Regions from separate parts of the Sus scrofa genome. Here region 2 is linked to region 1. The links are chromatin contacts, called in public promoter capture Hi-C maps. All regions are on one chromosome and are shown on one strand. Each heading gives the region's core, a stretch centred on a gene start, on an enhancer-like site or on the middle of the called end of the contact. The rest is flanking DNA. Distances are from core to core; before and after follow the strand shown.

Evidence for each region. Promoter capture Hi-C pulls out the DNA fragments that hold promoters and counts their contacts.
Region 2: a contact with region 1 is called in a promoter capture Hi-C map of liver, with 2.4 times the contacts expected there. The contact joins the promoter of MED20 here to the promoter of TFEB in region 1. A contact is called at or near these places in 1 of 5 promoter capture datasets (liver) and 1 of 2 datasets of contacts at active chromatin or transcription factors (alveolar macrophages).

The regions. Positions count from the first base shown.
Region 1 is chr7:36,916,575-36,923,390 of Sscrofa11.1, reverse strand. TFEB (transcription factor EB) reads left to right here and starts at 2,504. Exons shown (of 9, transcript XM_021098675.1): 1 at 2,504-2,813. PGC (gastricsin) reads left to right here. Exons shown (of 9, transcript XM_005665970.3): 9 at 824-1,122. The coding sequence ends at 976.
Region 2 is chr7:37,069,471-37,076,403 of Sscrofa11.1, reverse strand. It overlaps MED20 (mediator complex subunit 20), which reads left to right and starts at 2,254. Exons shown (of 4, transcript NM_001206352.1): 1 at 2,254-2,397; 2 at 5,553-5,707. The coding sequence starts at 2,384. BYSL (bystin like) reads right to left here and starts at 1,887. Exons shown (of 7, transcript NM_001130731.1): 1 at 1,595-1,887. The coding sequence starts at 1,862.

The DNA of each region.
Region 1 (6,816 bases), core at 1,255-3,754:
AGGGATCGAACCTGCGTCTTCATGGATACTAGTCAGATTCGTTTCCACTGCACCACAGCAGGAACTCCTCCTCCTCTTCTTCTTTTTTTTAATAGCCGTGCGGAAGTTCCCAGTTCAGGGATCAAACCCACATCCCTGCAGTCAGCGACCTGATCCACTGTGGTTGGATTCTTAAGCCCACTGCATCACAGCAGGAGTTTCTACCTGCACCATTTCTTGACGCCTTGCGGCACTGATTTCGTTTCTCCACTCATTGAGTCTAAACCCCCTTCTCTGGAATGAGGCTGTGAAACAGCAGCATGTCATCTATTATTAATAATTATTATTAATTTGTGCGGCGGGGGCCTGAGGCCCAGCTGCCTCACTGACTAGGGTCAGCCACTGAGTGAAGCACTTAACGTCATCCTGCTCACACATCACAGCATTCAGTGAGGAAGGCACTAATTTCTATTTTACAAGTAAAAACCTGGAGGGTCAGAGAGGTTAAGTAACGGACCCCAGGCTGCACAGCTGATCAGGGCAAAGTCAGGTTTGAACCCGAGTTGGTCTGGTTCCAAGGCTTTCCATGAAGCTGACCTGCTCCAAATCAGGAGCAGGAGGGGGTCAAGGAGGTCCCCCCAGAGGGAGGGCCATGGCAGCCTGCTCTCACCTGTGCCAGAATCTTCCACCAGGCCTGGCTGTGGCAGCTCAGCTGGCCTGTGAGCCTTCCAGAAGCTCTAGCTGGCCTGTTTCTGCATCTGGGCCGCTGCTCTGGGGCTCTGGGCTGAGCGGTGCCATCTACGGGTGAGCAGGTGTCTGAGCGTCGCTCTTCTGTGTTGTGCAGGAGGACGGCTTCTGCATGGTGGGGGTCGAGCCCACCTACGTGTCCTCCCAGAATGGCCAGCCCCTGTGGATCCTCGGGGACGTCTTCCTCAGGTCCTACTATTCCGTCTTCGACCTGGGCAACAACAGGGTGGGCTTCGCCACCGCTGCCTAGACTCAGCCCCTGGACACCTGGGTCCCCTTTTCCTTCTCGGCACCCCACCCTACAGGGGGTTCTCTCTGCACTTCCTTACTGCATTCAGCCTTCCTTCTCTGGACTCTGGACTTGCTCTAACAATAAATCATTCTTCTCCATGCTGACCAGCCTGTTGTTTCTAGAGGGCAGGTGTGGCTGCATGGCAGCTCTTGGTCTCAGGGAATGGGGGGAATGAGAGCCAAGGGCCAGTTGGCTCCTGCTGGATCATGGTCTCCCCAAGTTTCTAGGAGGTTTGCAGTGGGGCACTGATGTTCTCAGGGAAATAGGGCAGAAGGTAGGGCCTGGGGATGGGCCCCGTATCCCTCAAAGCTTGGAAGTCCACAGTGTCTCTCCGGAGAGGGAAGACAGTGGCCTTGAAGCAGGGTGTTCCTTTGTAATGGACAATCCAATGCTCTGCACTTTACCAAACGACCACCCGAGTGACCCCAGGCATGTGTACTAGCAGTGTGACTAGAGGGCCAACGTCTCCTAAATCTAGGCCGCCTCCTTCTTATCTATGGTCAGGTTTGCACTAGGAGTTTTCAGAGGAAGGCTGGATGCTGATGTGCACTTGTAACTGTCATGGGTCCTTTAGGGAGGTGGCTGATGGCACCAGAACCTGTTTCCAGGAGGGTTTCCAAAGATCTGGGTTGAGTCAAGCTGATCATATCTTCACTCAGACTCCTATGTCCCAGGGCCTGGCTCTTAACCATGGACTTTGCTACTTGAATTACATGAAAATGAAAATCAAGCCTTTTTGTTCTAACCACATGAGCAAGAGGTCTTGTCCTTCTGGACATCATCCTTGTAATCCTTAGGACATGGGGTGGGGTGGGGGGACAAGATGGTATGGAGAGGAGGAGAAAGCAGAGAATGATAGATAGCTCAGTATCCTGTAACTTCCAGCAGGCAGGAAATTTCTGTTCGGCCACATGGCGGTGGTGGTGGTGGTGGTGGTGGGGTACCTACAAGATTGGGCTAATGAGGTCTATGTGGGAAGAGGGTATAAATGGAGAACTCATGGGAGGGGAGGTGGGCTCAATTTTACAGTCATATTTCCTTCACCACACTGACCAAACTTGTCCCTTATGCTCAAGATCCAGGCCTGGTACCCCACTCCAAACTAGGAGGGAAACTGAGGTTTGACAGAGAGGGTTTCTATGGCAACAGCACACCATCTGGAACTCTACAACTAATTTTCCTAGACTCCTGCTGTAGGCCTCTCCTTGGGGGTCAGATGGGCCACAGGGTGTACTGTAGTAAGCTGTGGTTCGGACATCACTTACTGAAAAGAGAAAGAAAACTTGCACAAGGGATAGAAACGAATTGGAACAAAGTTTCCAAATTAAATGCCAAGTCCCTATAGGAGGCTGGACTAGAGCGGTACTACAAATCCCGGCGTGCCTATCGGAGCCGCAGGGAGGACTACATTTCCCAGCGGACATCGCGGCAGGCCGGCGAGGGGCGGGGCGGGGCGGGGCGGGGCCGCAGTATCCGATGCTGCCCTCTGCCGGGCGCGGCGGGAAGTGGATGCCGAGTGACAGCAGGAGCCCCGGCGCCGGGCGCGGGGCTCGGTGACAGCGGAGGCGGCGGCCGCAGGCTGGACGTAGGGAGAGGCGGCGGCGCCGACTGCAGAGGGAAGGGCAGACTGGGCGGGCCTCCCTAGTGGCGCGGAGCCGGAGGAGCCCGGGAGGGGGCGGCCGGCGCAGCTCACGGGCCGGACACCTGAACTTGGGACAAGTTGCCAGAGCCGCGGGGCGCGGGAGGCGGACGGATTGACCTTCAGAGATAGGTGAGCGGTACCAGGGGGCAAGAGGTGAGCGGAGGGCCCGGAACCCCCGACCCAGGCTCCCCTGCTCCGATCCCGTGGGTCCGGGAGACAGGTGGGTGGGTGGGGGTGTCGGCTAGAAAGGGGAGCGAGACCGTGTGCGCCGCTCTGCCACCCGCCCCGCTGTCTGTCTAGCCCGGGACGCCCGGCGCATGGCCGGGGCGGCGCTGCCCGCGGTGCTCGGGAGCCCCTCCAGCCCCTCCCTTCAGGCCTGGGCCGGGGGGCGGCTTCTCTGAGACCTTATGTAACCAGGCGGGAGGGGCCGGGGCGGGCATGGGCCTTCCCGGCCCGGGAGCTGGGAGTCTAAGGGGCGGGAGGCGTGGGAGTGAACTTGCAAGAAGTTTGAGGGCGTGTGGGCCCTGCGCCCACTTCTTCTCCACCGGACGCGGCTGGGGCGGGTGGCACGGGGGAGGGAGCCGGAGGTAGGGGAGGTGTGCGGGGGACGAGTCCGGCCAGGCCAGGCCCTGCCTGGATGGTCCGGGGAGTGGGAGGGCCGGAGCGGCGCCACGCCCCGGGGGCTGGGCTGCTGGGGGGGGGGGGTGGTGGAAGTACCATCTCTCCCTCCCTTCCCGTCCCTTCCTCCCCCTCGTCTCTAGAAGAAGCCGCCCCTACCCGCGTCCTGTGGCATCCCCGAGCGCCGTCTTTTTCTCCCTCTTGCGTTATTCCATGACCTTAGGGGACCCCAACCCCAGAGCTCACCCACCGCGCGCCCCGGATTCTGCCTTCCCTGGAACTCCCAGCCATCTGCCCGCCTTCCGAGTACCCCCCCTCCGTCTCAGTCCCGAATCCCGGAAAACACGCCCCCTTCCCCCGAGTCCCTGAGTCCGCACCGCCCAACCCGAGGCTGTCCCGCCCCCAAGTCAGCGCTCCTTCTCCCCCCTCCCGGTACCCCGATCAGCTAATCGCCTCCTCGAAGGGAGCGGGCTGATGCCAGCTAGGCGCCCCCGCCCCTCGGCCCCCTCCCGCCCGGGGTTCTGGCTTCACGCACGGCTGCCCCGAGCTGCTCAGGGTTGCGCGAGCAGGTTCGCGCCGCAGCCGCCTGGTGCGCCCCAGCCCCGCGCCCAGGGAGAGAGAGGGAGGGCGCTCGGGGCGGGGCTCGTCTGCGCGAGCGCCCGCACAGCCCAGGGCTCCCCCACTCTCTCCTCATTTCAGCCAGCACCTCACCGCCGAGTATTTCTCCGATGCCCGATCCGCGCCTGCCGTCCTCCCCCCTCCCCCCCGTCCGTTCTGGGGGATGGTTCTGAGCGAACAGTTTCTGGGCTAAACTTTAGCGCTTTGGCTTAGCGTTCCCTGAGGAAGTGTCCGTAAATTGCCGCCCAGCTCCCACCGCCTCCCACCCTGAATGAGGGGTGCTTAGTCGAGTGAGGAAGAGGTCAAGGCTGGGGCAGGCCTCCCCGGTGATACCTCTGAGATGTGGGCTCAGGACCTTCCTGGCTGAAATTGCACTGGCCCAAGACCTGGCATCCTTGGGTAACTAGGGGTGGAGGGGGAGGTAGGGGGTTGGTCTCTGGTGTCCTCCAGGGCTGCCACCTGCAGGTCCCCGCAGATCAGAATGCAGTTCTTGGGTCCTTGGCTTGTTCCCCCTGAGCCCTTCACTGTGCCCAGCCTGAGACAGCCCCCAGGCCCTGCCCTCGGGGAGGTCACAGTCTGGGAGCCAGCCAACCAGCACTAGTTACAGGCTGGCCAGAGGAGGTCATAGCAGGGAAGGGCTGGCTGCCTTCAGCCCTACCTACCGGGTGGTCTGAGGTGTGCTGGGACCATGCCTCAGTTCCCCGGGCTTGGGAACAGTAGCAACTCTCTCGGTCCCCTTCTTTCTGCCTGCGTCCTGGGAAGGGAGAACTGGGAAGCAGAGAGTGTAAATGAATGACTGTTTGGGGTGACTCTGCGCTCTGCTTGTCTGGGAGGGCAGCCAACGTTGCTTACAGTTTACAAGGCCGGTTCCAGCTGCAGTGCTGTTTTGCCCTCAGCTCTGCTCTCTGAAAGGCAGCCAGATGGGAACCCGGGTCTCCTGGTTCCAGGCCCCGTGGAGAGGGTGCTGGGGTTGGGGACACCTCCTCAGGTGATCTCTCCATCTGCGGGCTGATGGCCTGGTCACTCACAGTCAGAGGTGGCGAGGAGGGCCGGCCAGGGCTGGCAGGAGCCCAGCTAGGGTTCTGGGGTGATGGAGGTTCCCCGTCTCACCCCCAGTGGCCAGTGAAGCCTCCCTTTCCGCCTCTCAGCTGGAAAGCAGGTGGGAGGGGCCTCCCACCCCTCAGGCCTGGCTGCCCTTTGAGGGTCTGGCTTCTGGCCCCATCCCTCCTGGGGTTCTGTTTATGGCTGTAATTGCATCATTAGACAGAGTTTATGGAGTTACTTAGCACCTGCCCCCACAGGGAGTGGCCCAGCCATCCCCTGGCTTCTGTCTCTTCCTTTTCAAAGTCAACTTGGTTTCTGCCTGCAGCAGGGGTTTCCCCAACCGCAGCTGGCATGAAAGCCAGGTTGGGCCTTTGTCCTAGGGATGGAAGGCAGTCAGCACTGGGGGCCCAGCATGGGGCTGCCCTGGAGATGACCATGGAAATGGGGTTGGCTTCCTCTGCAGAGGGAGGAAGTTCAGGGTTCCCAGAGCTTCCAGAAGTGTCCATATCCCAGGATACAGTGCTCATTTTTGCGTGTAACGCGTGTATCCTCATCTGAAAAGAGAGAGATAAAATTGCACACACTTGGCAGGTGACTTTGAGGAGCCAGGTGCCTGGTACATGGTGAGTCCACCATGCTGCTCTGTATGTCAGGGTGGGATGTGTGCAATTAATGGGAGTTTGCGTGTGTGGTTATGAGATTATAAGTATTTAGGTACATGTATATAGGTGAAGTGTGTCTATGCATGTCTATGTGAGTGTAACAACAACAGAATATTAATAGAATATCCATCCGTCCTCTTTATGCTCTAATAGAGCAATACTGTAATAAAAGTTAGTTATGAACAATAGTTGCCAACATTCATGGTGTATTTAATCTTCAGAATAAGGTAGGGATTATTATCTCGGGTCAGAGAAGTTAGGCGGGGCTGCCTGAAGTCACACAGCCTGAAAATGGTAGGGATTCTAACCCAGGCCCAACTGGTTCCAGAATTCACGTTCTCAGTCCCTGCAGAAGACCCCCTCGGGGTTTTCCAGGCAGAGCAGAGATGTGGTGGTGCCGGAACCTTCTTTTTCCCCACCCGAGGTCTCCAGCTCTGAGCAGGGGTGGGGCTTGCTGAAACCCCTGCCCCAGGACACGCCTGTCTCCTGGCTGCTCTTCTGAGCTGCTGACAGGTGACCAAGGACCCCTGGCAAGAGCTGTCTTGACGGTGTGGGGAGGAGAGGGATTCAGACGAGGCTTCCTGGGTCTCCTTGGATACCTCAAACACTCCCTTGCAATGAAGGCCTCAGCAGGCACTTGTTTAATCAGACATGGAGAAAAGGCTGTGGTGGGAGTGCCCGCAGCTCAGTGGGCTAAGAACCCGACTAGTATCCATGAGGACATAGGTTTGATCCCTAGCCTTGCTCAGTGAGTTAAGGATCCGGTGTTGCCATGAGCTGTGGTGTAGGCCACGGACGCAGCTCAGATCTAGTCTTGCTGTGGCTGTGGTGTAGGCCGGCAGCTACGGCTCCCATTCGACCCCTAGCCTGGGAACCTCCATGTGCCATGGGTGCAGCCCTAAAAAGAGGGGGCAAAAGGGGCTGTGGGGACTCTTGGGTGAGAACGAGACAGCTGTGGCGGAAGATGGAGAAGAACCAGGAGACCCCATGCTGACAGGCTGTGTGTCGAGGGAGGGCCCTGCTTCTCTCAGCCTCTGTTTCAGCACCTGTGAACCTGGATCATCTGTGGGGTCCCCTAGAGGGAGCGCCTTCTACTGGTCTGAGCAAGGCATCCAGACAGGCGAGGCTTCAGAAAGTGGGGGTAGGGTGCAAGGGAGCTGGAGGGTGGGGGGCGGCGGCGAGGGTTGGGGAGGCGCTGAAGTTCATTCAGTAGA
Region 2 (6,933 bases), core at 1,005-3,504, 150 kb before region 1:
ATACCAAATAGTATTTAAACCTTGAAACTGATGACAGCACCAAAAAAGTGAACACAAGTTAAGAGGTCCAAGGACCTGTCACTGTGGTGGCTTGGGTTCAATCCCAGGCCTGGGAACTAAGGGAAAAAAAAAAAAAAAAAAAAAAGTGGAGGACAAAAGAGGAGCCAGCAAAGGATACTGAGATGTCAGGAAGTAGTAAAACTGGGATGTGATGTCTTTAATCTTGATCCTGCAGCCAGGAGGCTAGTGTTTCACTGTGAACATGGCTCACAGGGCAAATGAAAGATGAGATCTGAGACCTGGACTAAACAAGCAACTTGGAGGTCAATACTCCCAGCCTAGTAAGGAAAAACTGACCCTCTTTTAATTAATCTCTTTCCCTCTTTAGCCCTTAAACGGTATCCTTCTTTCTGCTCAGAGCAGAAACTCCCCCGTTTCAGGTCTTGTAACTGAGCAGAGCCCCATGGGGCTCCTGGGCACAAGCCTTTCTGTGTCATCCATTTCTTGTTTTGGGAAATAAACTTCAGCCTCCATGACCTTCTCAGAGTTCCAAAGGGCAGGTTCACACAGTTGCTAATCAGGGGAGGGTGAGGATGCAGAGACTGGGGAGGAACAGTTAAAAGACAATAGTACAGGAATTCCTTTTGTGACTCCGTGGTAATGAACCCAACCAGCATCCAGGATGCGGGTTTGATCCCTGGCCTTGGAGGATCTGGTGTTGCCATGAGCTGTGATGCATGTCACAGACATGGCTTGGATCTGGCATTGCTGTGGCTGTGGTGTAGGTCAGCAGCTGCAGCTCTGACTGGACCCCTAGCTCAGGAACCTCCATATGCCACAGGTGCGGTCCTAAAAAGCAAAAAAAAAAAAAAACAAAAAACAGAGACAATAGTGCAACCTTGGGGCAGGTCCAGATTCCTCCTCAAGGAATATACATAGTATCTTTGAGCCCTTCTGCAGAACTATTACTTGATGAAGTATGAAGCATTCTTCAGTGGAAAAAAGGAGGACCACCAGAACCAGTCCTGGGGCCACTAAACAGGAGCGTGAGAAACCGTGCAAGTTTGCCTCGACCCTGGTCCTTAACTGCGGCTCTATTTTCCACTCTTACACTGTAAAACCATCTCCTAATCTCTCTCAAGGGGACCATAGTCTTTAGGGCACTAACCTGCTCTGGCCCTCCTTTGGCAGAGCAATAGAGATATCTTTTTCTTCTTCACCCAAAACCCTGTCTCTGTGCTTCAACTGGGCATCGGAGGACAGAGACAGAGTTTTGGCAACACTACCTGCCTCATATCCTAGCTCCCCTCCTCGCACCGGTTTCCTCCGTGCTACCTGAGATTCTGTCTCCCGGGCCTAGGTCCTAATTTTGCTCCAAATAAAACTTAACTCTCAACTTTTAGGTGAAGGTCTCCAGCCACCCTAAATCCGGCCAGGGCTGGGTCTCCCATTCCATTACCTTTGCTAGAGTGTAATACGCCCCCCTGGGTTTTTTTTTTTTTTTTTAATTCCAAACTATTATCCTGCCGGACACTTTTCAGCCTACCACTACCAACTACCCATCCTCTTTCTCGCACCCACTCTCGCTACTCACCCAGCCGCGTGGTGCGATCTTGAGGTGCCGCCGGCCTGTCCCCGGTCCCATGCTCAGCCTCGAGCTCCTCTTGCTGCTGCCGCGCTTGTTGCAAAATCCGTCGGGTCAGCCGAGGCCCCACGTACTCCTCCTCCTCTTCTCCGGTTCCGCGACCCCGCCGCTTTTCCCGGGTCCCCGCCCGCACCGCATTCCCAGCCAGGATTTGGTCGGCCAGGGGCGCATGCTTTTCCTGACCCTCGGCCCCGCGGGCGGCCTTGAGTTTGGGCATTTCGCTAGAAAACCTCGCCGGGAAGTTTCACATGTGGGGACAGAGGAAAAGCTCTGAGTGCGCCGGCGCAGGGAACTCCCCAGAGGCCAGACGGTGATTACAGCGCCCCCTGGTGTTCGGAGGCCGGACCTGCCACCATCCCCGCCCCACCCCCTGATAGAGCTCCTGAGTCCTGGAGCTGGACTCCCGAATAAACTCATTGCAATTAACATCGCCTTCTCTAAGCAGTGGCAGTCCAAGCCACGCTTTCTTAGCTTCATGAATCTAGGCCCGGGGTGATTTGTCGAATAGGAAGTCCCCGAGCTGCAAGCCTAGGGGGCGGAGCCCTGCAGTGACGTCACTGGAGGCGCCTGTACGCCCCGTTCCTCGTGGCCGCCGAAGGGACTCGCACTTTTTACGTTATTTCCGGAGCACCTCCTACTACCGAAGCTTTCGTTAGGTCGGTGGTTTCACCTCGCGTGGGCTGCAGCAGAGCACTGCGTATCAGCTGTTCAGTACTGTCATCTTCCTGGCCTAACATCATGGGAGTGACTTGGTAGGACTTCAAGGGATTTCGTGGGGCGAAGCTTGGGGTGGTGAAGGGCCGGTGGAGCCTCCAGTGTCCCCGAGAGGAGGATCGGGATCAGGGTCTGAGAGAGATGCCCTCGAGTTGTGTGGGTGAGGGGACCACTGTGAGGGCTGCGAAATCTGCGGGCCTTTTTCCTCGGAGATGCGCCCCTTCTTTCTCAAAGGTGGCAGGTTAAAAATTTTTATCTTAAGAATCCACCAGTGGTCGCGTACCTCCTTCCGTTTTTCTTGGTATATTCTTCCTGCTCGTCATCCCACAGTACTGCCTGGGGTCGGAAATAGTATGTCGGGTTTAGGACCCATCTGCAGTCAAGGTTGGATGGGTTGTGGGGAGGGAGATAGACAACATTGAAGGCAGTATCTTTTTTAGGTTTTTGCCCTTCCCTATGGCCACTAAATGCAGTTAGACCAGCCTGTGTCTAGTTCTAATTTGGCCATTTTAAGATCTCGGGTCTAGAGGGGGAAAAAAAGAAGCTATTGGGAGTTAGGAGATTGGGATGTTAGGCACATCACCTCCTCAGAACCTGTTTCCTACTATGTTTAATTACATGCTTGGTTTAGTTTCTGTGGACTTAATATCTGTAACGTGTTATGAGTCAGAGTGCAGGGAAATATGGGCCTCATGCTCTTGGAGGCATTAGTTCCAAAATGCTAGATTTCAGGGCTTAAAAGAAAAAAAAAAAAAAAGGTATCTGGAGCATCTTTCCAATCAGAGAGGGCTAGAGGCCAGGGTATCAGGAGTCAGTGGCTATAGAGTCTTCATATAAGAAAAGAGCCTGTGGGAATTCTTCCTCCCAGTCACCCAAGTCTTGCACACTTGTCAGTGACTGCACATTTGCTTCCTGCAGTTGACATCATGAGCCTCTTTGGAAGTCTTTTAGTGTAAGGAGGATGTGAAGAATGGAGATGAAAAGTTTCCTCCGCAGAGGCATGGAATCCTGGAAGCCCCTGTTGTTTTTTTCTTTTCTTTTTTAAATTAAAATATAGTTGATTTACAACATTGTGTCAGTTTCTGCTGTGAGGCCCCTGTTGTTGTTTTTGTTTTTGTTTTTGTTTTCTTTTTTCTTTTTTTCTTTTTAGGGCTGTTCCTACAGCTTTTTTTTTTTCTTCTTCTTTTTTTCTTTTTAGGGCCGTTCCTGTGTCACATGGAAGTTCCCAGGCTAGAGGTTGAATCAGAGCTGTGGCTGCCAGCCTGTGCCACAGCAATGCCAGATCCGAGCTGCATCTGCAACCTACACTACAGCTCATGGCACCGCCAGATCCTTAACCCACTGAGCGAGGCTAGGTGATCGAACCCATATCCTCATGGATACTGGTCACATTCTTAACCCGCTGAGCCACGAGCAGAACTCCGAAGCCCCTGTTCCTTCAGTGCAGAAGGCAGACAGAGGGAAAAGGCCCTCTGTTGGGACCCTTCTCGACTTTTCAGATTCCTAGTACTTTGGACCCCAGTTGTATCATCTAAGGGATTCTCTTATTTTTCAAAATAAAGGCCATCATCATTGTGGCTTGTTAGTGCTCTTCCTGATGGAGATTACTGACAATTTGTAGCAACAGCAGGGGTCTGTTTTTATATTTTCCTTTAGTTGATCATAATTGGTCATAAAGTAATGCAGTACCTCCCAAAATTCAGCCACATAATGATTGTCTTTATGATTTTTATATAACTTCATAGCACTTGAACTATTTATTTTTTTTTAATTTTTTTTTTCTTTTTGCCATTTCTTGGGCCGCTCCCGCAGCATATGGAGGTTCCCAGGCTAGGGGTCTAATCAGATCTGTAGCCGCTGGCCTACGCCACAGCTCACGGCAACACAGGATCCTTAACCCACTGAGCAAGGGCAGGGATCGAACCCACAACCTCATGGTTCCTAGTCGGATTCGTTAACCACTGCGCCACGACAGGAACTCCTAATGCTTTCTTTTGATTCTGTTTTTTTCCTTATAAGTATTTTAACAGACAACTGTATCCTTAGGAAAGCATTCTTTTTTTTTTTTTTCCTCTTTCAGCTGCACTCGAGGCATATGGAAGTTCCCAGGCCAGGGACTGAATCTGAGTCACAGCTGTAAGCTGTGCCACAAATGTGGGAATGTCAGTTCCTTAACCCACTGCCCCAGGGCAGTATCAAACCCATGCCGTCACAGAGACAATGCTGATCCTTAACCACAGTGGGAACTTGGAAAGCTTTCGGTGGAGCATTTAAGAGCATGGACACGGAGCCACCTCACTTGACTACACTGCATTAAGCAGTATGACCTTGTGCCAGTTACTCAACCTCTCTGTTCAGTAGTTTTCTCATTTGTAATGAAGAAATGATTATGCTGTGTCTTATAGGGCTGATGCAAGTTAATTCATCTAAAGGCTTTGGGCACTGCCTGGCTCATAGTTGGTGCTTGGTAATTATTACCTACCACTTAAAGTAGAAGCCAGTTGCACTCTCCATAGAAGGAAATCTTGGAAATAACTTTTTATCTCATTGTTTTGGCTAAATTCTTGTTGCCTCTCACTCTCAAAGATTAGAAACTTGAGGCTTGCTTTCTCTTTGATCCAAGGATCCTTAGAACTTTCTTCATTGATGAAAATGTTCTATGTCACTGTCCGGTACACCAGTTCCTAGCCACTTGTGGCTATTGAGCTATTGAAATGTGGGCAGTGCAACTGAAGAGTTGAAGTTTTCATTTCTGTCGCACATGGCTTGTGGCTCCTGTGCTGGACAGCTTTCGTTCAAAGTGTTAGAGAGTTAGTAAAAACACAGTAACCCCAAATGGAGGCTTTCTCCTTGATGGAGTCAGAACTGAAAGAAACACAGAGTAAATTCCTTTCTCATCACATGACTTAGTGTCACTGAATGCTCGCTCTGTGTGCCACCTAAAACATTGGCACACATGCCACACTTGGGAAATGCAGGTGCAGTAGGCTGTTCTCTGCAAATGTGTGAGACTCCTAAGACCAAGCTCTGGTTCTTAGCAGAGCCCCAGGGACTGTGGGCCTCTATTTCCTTGTCTTTATGAGGGGGTTGGGTTGACGGTGTCTAAGCTGACACCTGGCCCTGATGAGCTGTGATCCTGCGACTGGCTCACGTGAGTCCATGTGCATAATGATTTTGGTCCCCTCCCTTCCAGTGTGTCCCAGATGCCTGTGGCCGAGGGCAAGAGTGTCCAGCAGACTGTGGAGCTACTCACCCGGAAATTGGAGATGCTTGGGGCAGAGAAGCAAGGAACATTTTGTGTGGACTGTGAGACCTACCACACTGCTGCCTCTACCCTTGGCAGCCAAGGTCAGTGAGCGATGGATCTCTGGGATGGCTGGAACCTGGCTTGGACTTAACAGACGTTCACATTCATTCATTGAAGTCTTTCTGTTCTTCTGCTAAGGGTGGTATTCTTGGGCATGTGGCCAATGTGTTTCTGAATTCATTAGTTTTTTGTTTGTTTTGTTTTTCATTTCTTTTTCTGGCCGTACCTGTGGCATGTGGAAGTTCCTGGATTAGGGGTCAGTTGGAGCTGTAGCTCCTGGCCTACGCCGCAGCTTGCAGCAATGCCAGATTCTTTAACCCACTGATCAAGGCCAGGGATCAAACTCACATCCTCATGGATACTAGTTGGGTTCTTAACCCACTGAGCCACAAGAACTCCAGAATTCATTGATTTTTTTTTTTTTTTTTTGTCTTTTTGTCTTTTTTGTTGTTGTTGCTATTTCTTGGGCCGCTCCCGCGGCATATGGAGGTTCCCAGGCTAGGGGTTGAATCGGAGCTGTAGCCACCGGCCTACGCCAGAGCCACAGCAACGCGGGATCCAAGCCGCGTCTGCAACCTACACCACAGCTCACGGCAACGCCGGATCGTTAACCCACTGAGAAAGGGCAGGGACTGAACCTGCAACCTCATGGTTCCTAGTCGGATTCGTTAACCACTGCGCCACGACGGGAACTCCAGAATTCATTAATTTTTGACTTTATTTCTTAGACTGGGCCTATGTTGAAGTCTTTTTTTTTTTTTTTTTTTTTGGTCTTTTGTATTTTTAGGGCCTCACCCACAGCATATGCAGGTTCCCAGGCTAGGGGTTGAATCAGAGCTGTAGCTGCCAGCCTACACCACAGCCACAGCAACATGGGACCACATCTGTGACCTACACCACAGCTTATGGCAATGCCAGATCCTTAACCCACTGAGCAAGGCCAGGGATTGAACCTGCGTCCTCATGGATACTAGTTGGGTTCATTAACCACTGAGCCATGACAGGAACTCCATGTTGAAGTCTTTTTGCACTTTGCAGTTTTTTTTCTTCTTTTTAGCACCACACCTGCTGCATATGGAAGGTCCCAGACTAGGGGTCGAATCTTTTGCGGCAAGAATCAAAAAGAGATAACAGTTGTGAAAGCATTTGTAAAACAAGACACTTGTGTGTAGATAGAGGATGACATGCTACTTCTGTGAAATTCCCTGGCCTGGGTTCTGTTTTCTGATCAGAGCTTTACTTTCAAGGAGCTACAGTCTAGTAGGGG